2 separate regions of the Anas platyrhynchos genome follow, and region 1 is linked to region 2. A link is a contact called in public Hi-C data. All regions are on one chromosome and are shown on one strand. The core of a region is the stretch at or near the end of the contact, and the rest is flanking DNA. Distances in the headings are between cores, read along the strand shown. Region 1 holds the start of LOC106017618. Region 2 overlaps PPP6R2 (protein phosphatase 6 regulatory subunit 2).

Region 1 (6,707 bases), core at 1,382-3,881, 96 kb after region 2:
AGACAGCTCTTGGTAGGAGCAATGCCTCCCCGCACGGGACTTCCCCAGGGATGCTCCAGCCCACAGAGGGGTCTCCCACAGAGGGGTCTTGTTCCGTTCCCAGCAGTACAGGAGGAGGTGCACCGGTCCCATTAGCCCCGGTCATGGTGCGAGCTGCCCCACTCACCGTGGCCAGCATCAGTCCGTAGGGGCAGGCGGCGTACGCCGGGATGAAGAGCGGGGCTGGCAGCAGCTGGATGGTGGCTGTGCTCAGCAGCACGGCGGCAGCCAGGAAATCTGCCAGGGCCAGCAGGAACAGGGGGCGAAGCTGGGAGCCAGGACACGGTGTTAGATCTGGCTGGCAGTGCCTCCCAGGGCTGTGTTGAGCAGAGCTGGGAGCAGCTCCTGCCCGGTGCTGGTGTCCCACAACCCTGCCCCTTCCAGCCCTGCTGTGCCTGAAGCCCAGCAGCAGCGGTGCTGGCCCAGCTCTGCTTTGGCTTAGAGGGGGCCAAAACACATCCCCGGGCCCGCAGCACACACCTGGATGTGGCAGCACCGCCTGCGCCGGGAGGTGACAGCGAGGACTGAGGCACTGCCCACGAGGCTGGAAGAGACGGGGCCAGTGGTGAACGTCCCCACGGAGCAGCCACTTGTGGGAGAGCTCCGCGAGTCCCAGCCGTGACACCCAGGACACGAGGACCTCGTGCTGCACCCCCTGCCCACCCCCCCATTGCCAGAAGCTTTTTGTGCAGGGGCCGAGGCAGCTGCAGGTGCCTGAGCACGGTGCCGTCCCCCAAACCCACCCTAAGGCACCGTGTGCAGGTTGTGCGAGGGCAGGGAAGCTTCACACTGCCCCCCCCCAGCGATGTCCACAGGGGCTGGGGGGGTCAGCACCCACCTGAGCAGCAGGGCCGGCAGGTAGATGCACGTCAGCACAAAGACCTGTGAGAGGACAGAGCAAGAGGAGCACGGGGCAAGGCTCAGGACACAGAGCCCCAGGCACAGCCGGACCCGCTCCCACGGGCATCCCTGCCTGGTACCATCACCACTGGGGAGCAGCCAGGAGCGAGGCAAAAACAGCACCTTCCCCACGCCATGGCTCACGGCCATGCCCGGGGCTGGAGCCCCTCGGTCATTGCTGGCCCGTGGCTGGTGGCCCGCCAGCCCCACGAGGGACAAACCCCGCAGCCGGCAGAGCGCACCGCGGCGGCGCCCGGTTTCCCTCGCCCAGGGCTGGGGAGTGCCGCGGAGCCGCGTCCCGCTCGGGGCCGTGCTGCTGAGAGCAGCTCCCAGGCTGCGTGGTGTGGGGCTGCCGTGGAGGAACCGGCAGGACCACGGCTGAGTCACGGCGAGGAGCCGAGCGGCAGCTCCGGGAAACGCCGGCTCCAGCGAGCGCCAACCTGCCCGGCCTCGGCTGCATGGGCTTGGCCCCCTTGCTGCAGGGGAGCCCGAGTTTCCATCGCCCTTTGCAGCGCCCCACAATGCATCTCCAACCCCCCCAAGATCTTTGGTGAGAGGAAAGACCCCAGGCAGGGAGGTGTCGAGGCCTGAGCAGGGGCTGCAGCGCTTGGCAGCAGCTTTCCGCACGCCTTTACCTGCTTGTCTGAGAGCGCTGACGGATGCTCCTCTTCGTTGGCCATGGCTGGGCAGCTCCGAGCCAGGTCCTTCGGTCTCCTCTCTGCCACCGGGCACAGCCTGGGGACACACTGGGAGCCGGGGGGGTGGCGCTGGCAGCAGAGCCTCTCCCGCAGCCGCCTGGGCTCGCTCCTGTGCCCGGCCGTGGGACCTGGCCGCGGCTCTGGCTGCACGGTGCGGCCGGAGGAACCTGCCCAGCCGGGGCGGCGGGCACTTCCCCGGCGACGTGCAGGCTGCTGCGTGCAAGCCCTGCGAGCAGGGAGGGGACCGGCCCCTCGTGGAGCCCAGGCGGGCGTGCGGCAGAGCCTTCGCGCCTCCCCTTGAGCACCTGGAGCAGGAACGGAGCAGGAGAGGCAGCTCCCGCGGGCGCAGGCGTGAGCGCGGCCCCGTTCTGTCCCTGCACATCCCCACAGCTCAGCCTGCTGCGAACAAGGACGTGTGGGCATCCCCGCAGCTGCTGCTACAGGCACAGGATGACTTCTGGAGAAGGGGAAACTGAGGCACGGCACCCCCTGTGCAAGGTGAGCCCACAGCCTGGCTGCCTGGCCTGATGGTGCCAGCGTGCCCTGGAAGCGAGACCTTTTACTCCACGAGCACCGGGGGTGAGCGGGGATGGGGAGCCAGGCAGCCACTCGCTGCAGGATGCAGCCCCCACACAGCCCCACGTGTGGCTCGCAGAAGGAAGCTCTGGCAGGGGAAGCCCCCACGTACAGGATCCTCCCAGGCCCAGCAGGTCCCAACAAGGAACTCCAGACTTAAAATGTTTCTCACAGAAGGGTGCAGACCAGGACCACCACCCAGCCAGCCCAGCCTCCTCTGCTCCGTTTGCTCAGGCTTGATTGCAGCCACTGCCCATTGCGGGCTGTCACCCAGTGCAGCCCCCATCGCAAAGCAGGGGGCTCGCAGCCCCCGCAGCGCCGCCCGGGCAGCTCAGAGATGCTCTGAGGAGCCCGCAGTGAGATCAGCTCAGGATGACAAGCCGAAGCACGTCACTTCTGGCTGTCCAAGCACAGCGTGTGCAAGAGCCCGCGGGTGCACCCAGCGCCTCGACAGCTCCACGGCCCAGCCGAGCCCCGCAGTGCCCGGTGCTGACAGGGAGGCTGCGGTGCCGCGAGGTGTGCGCCCCCACCCAGCTCACCAAACAGCACGCCAAGTCCTGCTTCAAATATAGAGATTTCAGGTTTATTTGGGAGAGAATTGGCTGAACGGAGAGGGAAGAGGGAAGAGGGAAGGATGTGCGGGAAGGTCTGAGGGAAGGAGAGGGGCTACGGGGGAACAGAGGAAGGGACCGCGCAGTGTGAGCAGCAGCCCAGCACGGCTCCAGCTGGACCCTGCTCCGTTCCCCTCCTCACCTTCACCTCCTGCCCAGCCTGGCCCCAGGAGGAGCAGGCAGGAGCCGTCCCACAGCGCTCCTGGCACAGCAGAGTTGGTCCTGCTGCATTCGGCAGCCGTCCCCACACCACCACCACCTGGCACCTCCTTGGGGTCAAGGCGTTCTCCAGGGAAGCACCAGCAAAGTGGGAGCTGGGCCCCCCCTCCCTTAGCCCCCCTGCGTGGCGGCAGCAGAAGCGCCGCAGCCCTCAGCCGTCGCGGTCCTGCTCCACCGGGATGAGGTTTGAGAAGCCCCCCCCCCAGCCCCACAGGCACCTCCTGCTTCCATCTCACCAAACGGGGACCGGAGAAGGGACATCTCTCAGCAGGACCAACGACTGCTTCAAAGCCTGAGACCCCTGGAACAAGCTCTCTGATTTTGACCCCACCACCTCCACCGGAGCAGCACATGGATGCAGCCTCAGCCTGGCCCCGGCACGGAGGCACCTTCCTGCAGCAGGAGCTGTTCCCTGCTTGGCTTGGGTGCCCCCTTCCAAGACCTCCTTGGTCAGCTGCGGATTCTGCCTGGGGCATTTTTCCCTGAGGAATTTTAGAGGAGAAATTAGCACCGGGGGGTTGTTGGCAGAGAGGTGCCCGCGGAGCTCTGCTCCTCGCCAGCAGCGAGGCAGGAGCTGTGGAGAGGGCTCCAGGAACTTGGCTACCGAGACGAGGACTGCTGGCACGGCTCTGAAAGGAAAAAGGGCTCTGCCCTGGCGAGCTGCTACAGCTCTCTGCACGCCCCGTGCCCGTGAACCACGAGGCCCTCCAGGCTCTGCCTTCCTCTGCTGAGGAGCTGCGAGGTGCTAGCTCAGCTCCGGGATTTGTGAGCGGGCTGGGGACTGTTAAACAAGGCCTGGTGCCCATGATTACAAACATCTCCCGTGCTCTGGGACGGGGAAGTTGTGCTTCAGCACCCAGGCTTTCATTAAAACAAAGCGAGTGCACCACAACGAGCCTCCAGCGTGATTTTGCCCCCACAGGTGAGGCGGCTCCAGGAGCTGCAGCAGCCAGAGGCTGTGGCCCCCTGGGGCACAGCTCCAGCCGAAATGTCACCTGGATTTGGTTTTTGTCTGGCTTTTCGGAGCCCCATCCCCATCCCTGGGTGGCCGGGGGGTGCCCTCTAGTGGATCCAGCACCCAAGGGATCCATCGGGCCCCCCACAGGGTGGGCAGAGCCCCGGGAACAGAGCCTGCCCCTGGAGGAGGGCGGCTGCTCGGCTGCTCCCTCTGCTCCCAACCAGTCCAGCAGGGAGGGCAGAGGGGCTGACGTGGCCCCCCCCACAAAGGCTCTGCCTGTGCAGCCAGCTGGAAAAGGCACACAGCAGACACCCCCCCACCGACCCAGGGCTCGCAGCTCGGGTCTGAGCAGCCAGGAGCCAGCAGCTCCCGAGCAGAGCTGCAAAGAGCAGCAATGGCCTTACAGCGGCGTACCAGGACCTGAGGTGTTTCAAAACGCTTCGGCTTCCTTCCTGGCAAGCTCATTTCACAGGGAAGTTAAGCAAGAACCTCCAGGACCAGGCAGCAAAGCACAGCCTCACCGCTCCCAGAGCTGCCACCTTCTGCCCCTCGCTTCCTCAGGCTTCTCCCACCCCAGCAGGAGCGACGCCTCGCCCCAAAACAGATCCGCGGAGCCCCAGCAGCTCAGTGAAACTCCCACGGGTTCAAAGGTGGCTGCTGAAGGTTTCTCGTTGCCTGTTTCAGCCTCTTGCTTGGTTTCCATCCCCGGCAGGGTCAGCAGGCTGAGCTCCCAGCTCTAACAGCCCCGGCACACAGCACCTTCTGCTGGCACCGTGTGCCCCCCGCAGTCACGAGGCGTCCTTAGAAAATCCTGCTGGGAAACACAGCGAACAGCACAGAGAGGATTCCTGAGCAGAAACGAGAGAACAGCTTCATGCAGTGTCCTCTGGTGGTCCCCAGCGCTACGAGGGGCTGCTGCAGACACTGGTACAAAATTGGTGCTAGGTCATGAGACTTTTTGAGAAATTGCTCAAGATTTGCTGCATTTGGATGCTGCTGGTAATTAAGACTCATCCTTCCTGCAGGCTTTCAGCTTGGCTTCCTTGATTTTACCACCACGTTAAGTGCTTTTTTTTTTTTTCCCCTTTTTAAATTTGAGTCACAAGCCTGCACAGCATTTCAAGACCCAAGCAAGTTCCACCCTAACAGAGCTCCTCACCCCACGCCTGACAAGTAGAGATTTTTTTGTTAAAAAAATAAAAGCATCCGTATATATATATATATTTTTTAAGTCAAATTCCACCTCAGAGCAAATCCTCACAGCAGAGAGCACTGTGATACCACCAGAGCAGTTGGCACAATTTGTTTAAACCAGTGCTAACAGCACCAGCTAAGCCCAGGTCTTTGCTGGAAGCTCCCTGCTCCTTCGCACAGCTGGGAAGAGGCTGCCCCGGTCCTAACTGGGAATCAGAAGCGTGTTACTGGGCAAGAGCTGGTGGGGGTAGCACCGACCACCTCATCTCTTCCCAGAGGGCCACCAGCTGCTGTAAGCCGACTGTTTCCTGATCGTTTGCTTCTCTTCTGGGCTGAAATGCAGAATGGTCAGTATGGCAGTTAGAGTCTGCTGGCGCCCGAGAGAGTCCGGCAGCGTCAGGAACCTGTAGACGATGTTCTTGAGGTACTCCAGGTTGGCCCCCTCCCTGCTCTTGTCTCTGAAGTTCTTCTGGATCTCGTTCTGAAGCGCCGTCACCTCTTCCCGGTGCTTCTCCCCCTCAGCCAGGACTTTCTCCTGCAGCTGGTGCACTTCCATCTCCAGCTTGTGCTTCTGCTTCCTCAGCGCTGCGATTTCCACCTCCTTGCGAGCCAGCTGCTCCGCGTACAAGAAGAAGGTGGGCTCGTTGCTGGCAGAGAGGTGCAGAGCCTGGGGGAGGACCTCAGAGGAATCCTCGGCTGCTGAATCAGCGCCGGCAACGTCGGCACCTGGTGCCCCGTAGGTTTTGGGGCCCTGAAGCCCGGCGTAAGGCAGCACGATGGCTCTCAGCTGCTCCAGCTCTTGGTCCTTTTCCGCCAGCACCGCCAGTGCCCGGTCCCGCTGCTTGTGCATCTCCTCCTCCAGCTTCAGCGCCCGTTCCCTGTAGTCCAGCTGGCAGCGCTCCAGTTCCTGCCTGTGAAGCTGCTGCAGGTGGGACAACTCCTGCCTCCTGGCCTCCACGTCCAGCTGGTGCTGCTTCTCCGTCTCCTCCGCGGACAGCTGGAGCACGACGTACTTCTCCTTCAGGTCCGCCAGCTGCTCTTGAGCTTCCTCCAGTTCTTTAGCCAGGTTGACGTCTTTGACGGACTTGTTCTTGAGAACCACCTGCGCCCTCATCTTGTACCTTTCAAACTCCTCCTTCAGCTGCTTCAGCTCCTGCTGGTAGTACAGAGCGGTGGCCTTCTCACCGTCCGCAGCCTCAGTGCCCTTCGGCAGCTCCAGCTCGCACAGCTTCTCGATGTCCAGGGCGGGCTGGCTCCTCTTCGCCGCCGCCTGCAGGAGCTTCTTCAGCTTCTCCATCTTGTCCTTGAGGACATTCACATCCAGGTTGGCTTCCTCTACGCTGACATCCACCGGGGAGCGGCTGGAAGCGGCAATGGCCAGGGTTTTGTTCTCCTGGTCCAGCTGCACGATGCGGTCCTTCAGCTTCTGAATGACCAGCTGGTCCTTCTGCTTGGCCTTCTCGTAGGTGCCGAGCAGTCCCGACACCTCGGACACCTGCCCCTCCAGGTCAG
Region 2 (6,291 bases), core at 719-3,218:
TGCCAGGGCCTGAAGGGGCTGCAGGAGGGCTGGGGAGGGACTGTGTGTGAGGGGAAGGGCAGGGGGATGGCTTTAAACTAACAGAGAAGAGATTTAGGTTGGATATAAGACGAAATTCTTTACTATGAGGGCAGTGAGACCCTGGTGCTGGCTGCCCAGAGGAGCTGGGGGTGCCCCATCCCTGGAAATGTTTAGGGTCTGGTGGGAGGTGTCTAAATCTAAGCATTTTATACAGTTAGAATATTAAATGTGCAATCTAGGGCAAATAAGCTTGCCCATCTCAGTTTCTATGCAGCTGCTCACTCTAGAGAAATATAATTATGCACTTATAAAAAGAAAAAAAAAAAAAGGAAGAAAAAGTTAAAATGCTATGTAACATTTTGTGACAAAGCAGGAAAGAAGCACATTGTGTATTTGGGTTGAAATGTTATAAACAATAAAAACATTCATGCTTTCACATTATACACCTATCTGGTGAATTTGGTTTTTAACATGCAAATAGTTGAGATCCCAAATCATAATCAAAATCAAAATCCATACACCACTAAATTGTAAATAATCCAAATAACTGCAAGTATATTTCAAGTGAATATTCAACATCTGCAGCCCTGGAACAAGGCCTTCTGAACCCCAAATCCCTTACTGTATTTTGTCATTGGCTTCCCAGGCATCCAATATCCTTTGCACTAGGCAGCATTTCTGGAACAACTAGAGAAAAAATAAAAAAAAGAGAGAGGAAGAACATTTCAAAAGTTTGCCAAAGAAATACTCATGCCTTAGGAAGCCTGTACTGAACTAGAGTTACTTTCACTCATTCCTTCACTCCTACTGAACAAGAACTTAAAGTTCAGCACTTATCTTTCTTAAGAGCTCAAGTTTCTTCTTTCTCATTTTTTTTTTCTCAGAGGATCCATGGAAAACAGCAAAACATACAAACATCTTCAGTCTGGTTTTGAGCTTCACAAGCCCCAAAGTAGGAATAATTGTTGTCACTTTACAAATACAACAAAATGTTTCCATCATTAGGGCCAAAATAGAGAAGCTAACATGTGGTTAGTTAGTTGTAGTTACTATAATGGTTCTTTTTTTTGTCCAAAGTTTATATGCATCTTTATAAAAAAATAAGATGGAATTCACAAGCCCATTAAATGTGATGGGTGGTATGTTTCCTAGTAACCAAATGCTAAAAACAAATTTACAAAAGCAAATACAGTTCCAACCAGAACCGGCAGAACCAAGTTATATCCAAACACTTTTAAATAAACTCCATGCTCTTGGACAGTTCATCACATCATTCTCCTGCTAATGCATATTCAGACTGAATCAATCAGTCTAAAATTCTCAGGTGACATGACCAGACTTACATGAGTAACCATGATATTCTCGGTGTTGTTTTCTGGAGCCTCTAAGTTCTCTGTGGCCACGTTTCCATTCAGCACCTCTTCTTTGCTTTCTAGGTCATTAGTAGTTGTTTTTCCCTCTTGCACAGAGTGTGAGAGAATAGCTGCTATGGACAATTCCACTTGGAAATGCAAAAAGTTATTCCATGTGTATTTAAAAAATAAGTCCTGGAATAAAACGAGAAACAAACAAACTAAAAATCATTCTAAATACACTTTCCCATTTTTAACAATCAAATGATATTAGAACACTGCTCAAGTAATTGTTTAATCAGCAATTACACTAAAAAGAATTTAGGATCCACTTATATCTGAGTGTGCTCAGTGCTCTCTGCTCTGATGCATAATTAGCTACAAACTGAGCACAACGGAAACGACCTCATCGACAGCTAGGGCTCTCGTAACACAGGAACACTGAAAATAATGTTAGCTATTCCGTGAGTGAAAAATATTAACAAAATTTGTAAGTATAAAAATAATTTTCTGAAAGACTGTCCTGCTTATAACGGCAGTCAGCTCTCAGCATTATGAGGCGTGTCTCCACAAGGTCCCCGAGCTTTCCCAATAACCAGACTATTTGGCGTACGCACTACTGAACTCTTGTAACAATAAACTTGAAGCAAGATGTTTGGTTCAACATATTAAGCAACCGTAATTGTATTACAAAAGCTCCTTCTTTCGGCAGATTAGGGAAATGTGTGACTGGCACACATGACACAAACTACCTTGCACTAAACAGATGAAAGGGAAAGTAAAAACGCTCTCGGTTTGAAGCCGTTTCCCCCCCACCGTTTGCAGTGTCACACTGTATTACTCACAAGTAATAAATTCATGGTACTGAGTCTGCATAGTTCCTGATTAATACTGGGAGTGTTTGTGTGAAGCAGAGCAGCTATTAGACGAGATCCGTGAAGACGAGCGTTCCCCAGTGGCTCTTCCAAGACACCAATTGTAGTTAGGATTGCTGTTTTCTATCAGAGAAACAGATATTAAGAACCTCAACAGAGATCAACATTCCCTTTAGTATATATGCACATCGGTTTGCCTAAATATAACTACTTATTTTTCTTACGTAAATATTCTCTGCAGGTAAACCTAAATTACCTTCCCACACAGGAACAGTGTCCTGTAACTACTATTAGATTTGTACTTCCAGAACTGAAGAGTGAGATCAAAATATCCACTAACTAGAAGTCTCTTTCTCTCCCTAGCCACCCTTACATAAACCATCGGTCACATCTCTGTGCTTCTTAGTTTTCCTCAAGTACAACGCACTGGCTTTCAATTCCTACTGCCTATTTCCTAAGCACGTGAATTATGAACATTAAGTGTGAATTTTTCTTCAAAAGATATAAGGTAGAGTTTGCCTGTCTCAACTTTCAGAAATACCCAGGAATCCCATGAATAAGTAAGAGGAAACCCTGAAATCCAAGCCAGCAGCAATTTGCTGCTGAGAAAGATGAGATGCCTTACCTTGGGAGGGCTGAGCAGCAGCTGGTGGAAATCTTTTAGCCTTGGTTCAATACCATGTAAGATGCTGCTATTGACAGTGTAAGACCTTTCAAATCCCTGAGTGTATGAGTCCATCAGTCCTTCCACCCTGTAAAAAGCAAAAAGCACAACAGTCAAGATTTGAAAAAATCTTGAAATGGCCTCTAGGCACGCTGTCCATGTTGGTTATTTTCTCTTGAAAAGCAACTATGAACATGAAGAATAATAACAGACAGCTACTGAAGGTATTTACGTAACTATGTTATTATATTATTTGCAAGATGATATTCACATAATCAAAGCTGTGAATGAGATGAGTGGGAAGACAGAGAACAAGCTGTCTGTGGAGCTGACAAAGACAAATTACTGAAGTGCTTCCTGGTTTTAAAACTTCACAAATATTTGAGGAGTAAAATGCATCAGCAGATGTTTGTATCTATAAACATTTGTTAAAAACTAGAAAAAACTTTCTGCAAGTGTTGCAAAAGATGTACCTAAGTATCCTATCTAGTGAAATGCTAGAGCAGACACGTAGCTATGCTCATAGTCAGACCTCTTCGCTGGTAAGCAGTAAATCGTAACAACTATTAATAGCCCCTTCCAACAGCAAAGTCTCATATTGGAATAAAATAAATGCTTTCATTTCAGCAAGGCAGGCATGTTCTAGATTGGAACACTTAAGTCTCTAACTCATAAATCTTCAGAGATCCCAAGCACAAGACACAGCAGAATCAGTATCTCAACTTCTCAGTTTTAACTGTACGTGACTCTCTGAGTAACAAGTTGTTTGCCCAGTGCCATCTTCTGTCTGCTTCTCTCTTCACTAACTCTTCCTAATCTTCCATTAGATTTGCCACTGTTCATTATTTTCTTCTTTTTTAAGAAGTGGGACCTCCAGTGTCTCTCTTCCCCAGAACCCTCTTTTGCCACCTCTCCTCTATCTCCATAAAAAGAAATAAAAACATGATATAGTTTTGAGAAACAAAATTAAAACTATATAGCCACATACACACTATCAGACAGATTAGGCCTGCTATAGCATTGTCCCCCATTCTGTGTATATTCTGCTGTGAGATCTCTGATATAACAGACACAACTCTGCTACACACGTGCACGAGAACTGGAAGAGCCCCTAAAAAAGCCAAGCTGCTCTTTTTTGGCTGTCATGAAGTACAGGCACTGCATCAAACAAACAAAAAACCACCAGCTTTTCTTGTACCCATTTCTACACAGCATTTCATGTTAGGTCAAAAAAAATTCCCCCTCCCAACCCCCAATTTTTTTTCTTAATTAAAACTAGACCAGAATTCCTAACACTGTTCGTGCTGGGGAAGGAAGTGTGCTGACTTACCCAGAGCGCCTTGTTTCCAGCAATGTTAGAAGAACTTGTGTTCCATTCACTATGCAATTTTCAGTCTGTTCTCCATCGAACATATTCTTCAGGAGTTGCTCCACACATTCCTGCCTGTTGATCAACACACACACATTAGCAGTATTAGAATCAGAAATGTTTGGCAGCTGCTTTAGTCACCAGAAAAGCCCACTTCTGTTTTTTCCAAAAGAAGAAGTTTTTTTTTGTTTGTGGTTGTTTTGTTTTGTTTTGTTTTTAAGAAAAAATAGAGACATTCCACTTTGCAAAGACAAGAATGCTTCTGCATTAGGTTCCGAAGTTGCTTACGCATCACTAGGTAAGACCTAGTTAACCAACACCTGGACTCCCAAATAAAGCTGGTTCTCCTGTATCAACAAGACCCACCTCTTAATTATACACTGGAAAACAATCAAAGTGTTAACTTGGTCAATTCATTAAAGACAATATGAAGCTATGAGCTCATAGTCTAAAACTATCCATCAGAATACCAGAAGAAAGAAAACAAACATTGGAAGCTGACCCTTATCATTTGCCACTGGCATAGTAAGATCCAGGAAAGAGAGGTCAACAAAATCGTAAATAATATGCATATTTGTAATAGTCTTAGCTATTATCCAGTTGAAATATTTTCATCCATTCACTATCTCTTTGAGCCCTTAAATCAAGATACCTTCCAAATCCTGACAGATTTGGGGCCAGGTGGAAGGATCACCAAGTGAAGTCTTGAAGACTCCTGGAGTCAAAATGAATCGTGACATTTCTTTATAGTCTTTAAAATGATTTTGAAACTCAAAAACAACCTTAGAATTGAAAAACAATCATCACAAAGGTAACAACACATTTTTCTCTCCGCTATCTCCTATATTAAATGAATAAAAGTTATGAGGAACACGAGGTTTCGGCTGGCACTGTTACCCATCTGTAGCTAGTGACTAGAGCAGTGCCTGCTTCCACCTCTGGGCTGAGATTCTCTCCCCATGCTAATTCTGCAGATGTTAATGAAATTTCTCCAAAATCCAGTACTCGGCAAGTGCCCTTCTTGAGGTACTAAATCACATATCCAGCTAAAATCAGTATTACTCAAGTTCACGGTCTAATTTTTACTATTTCCTAACATTTGAAAAAATCTCATTTACATATGATGAGATAAAAGTGTAAAAATACATTAATAATGTATGAGATAAAACTATTTTAATAAATAGCATCTAAATACACTCTATCAGCACAAGCTCAAGTGGCAGAGTAAGGAAAAAGTAACCGTGTACTGTGATTACCCGAATTCACTTTTGTTGCATCCAGGTAATCTACGAAACAAACTGCTGCAGACAGTTTAGAAAATAGTTATTGACAATCTAGATTTGATATTTATTCTGTAACCCTAATCATGGCTCCTTCTTGCACCAATACTTGGTCATTAATTCCTGATTCCTAGATAAAAAAATGTTATCCAAAGATCAAAAAAGGTGACCAGTAATGCCTGGAAAAATTACCAGAGAAAAGAAATGAAATAAGTGACAGAAACGAGATGGGTGACAGCTGTGTGCCACCAGCAGAAACGTCAGCGGTGCAAAAAGTCACTTTTGTTCAAAGCATTTTTTCTTCTAAATAGTGAAGTGGTATAACGATTTTAGAAACACTCTTTGAAAGTGCAAAAGCATTTTTATTTATCTCATGGAAGTTACAGGTAGCGCTTGAAAACATGCAACGCATGGCACAGACAAAGAAAACCACACAAGAGAGGGCAGCTGGGAGGGAGAGGGAAGGAAGACGAAGCAGCAGCTGAAGACCATCCCCATGATGTATGAGCCAAACCTCAAACTGCAGCTTTGTACAATTCTTGGTGCAACCTGGGAAGTTTGCTTGAATTCTACCACAGAGGCTCTCACGAAAGACCATGGGACCATGATTTAAGAAAGTGCATTTCCTCAGAGGGGCAGGCTTATCCTTCAAGCCCATGGAAGACCCAGCACGTATCTGCAGAGAACGTGGCTCTTCCGAGTTTGTGTGCAGCACAACTCCCATCCTGTT

Evidence for each region. Hi-C and Micro-C count contacts between places; a contact is called where the count stands out from the background.
Region 1: a contact with region 2 is called in a Hi-C map of skeletal muscle, with 1.9 times the contacts expected there. The contact joins the promoter of LOC106017618 here to the enhancer-like site in region 2. A contact is called at or near these places in 2 of 8 Hi-C or Micro-C datasets (skeletal muscle and subcutaneous adipose tissue).

The regions. Positions count from the first base shown.
Region 1 is chr1:987,752-994,458 of IASCAAS_PekinDuck_T2T, forward strand. It overlaps LOC106017618, which reads right to left and starts at 2,632. Exons shown (of 12, transcript XM_027461954.3): 1 at 1,575-2,632; 2 at 878-921; 3 at 520-583; 4 at 167-307. The coding sequence starts at 2,060. GCC1 (GRIP and coiled-coil domain containing 1) reads right to left here. Exons shown (of 3, transcript XM_027461946.3): 3 at 2,775-6,707. The coding sequence ends at 5,458.
Region 2 is chr1:892,628-898,918 of IASCAAS_PekinDuck_T2T, forward strand. It overlaps PPP6R2 (protein phosphatase 6 regulatory subunit 2), which reads right to left. Exons shown (of 25, transcript XM_027461922.3): 8 at 4,243-4,356; 9 at 2,874-3,000; 10 at 2,219-2,371; 11 at 1,365-1,568; 12 at 644-708. Among named protein-coding and RNA genes, the nearest start is that of PPP6R2, 58 kb to the right of the region's middle. Within about 2 kb of position 1,969, at least 2 of the 8 cell types and tissues checked have an H3K27ac peak or open chromatin away from gene starts, as enhancers often do. A contact at or near this core is called in subcutaneous adipose tissue, where this site is marked.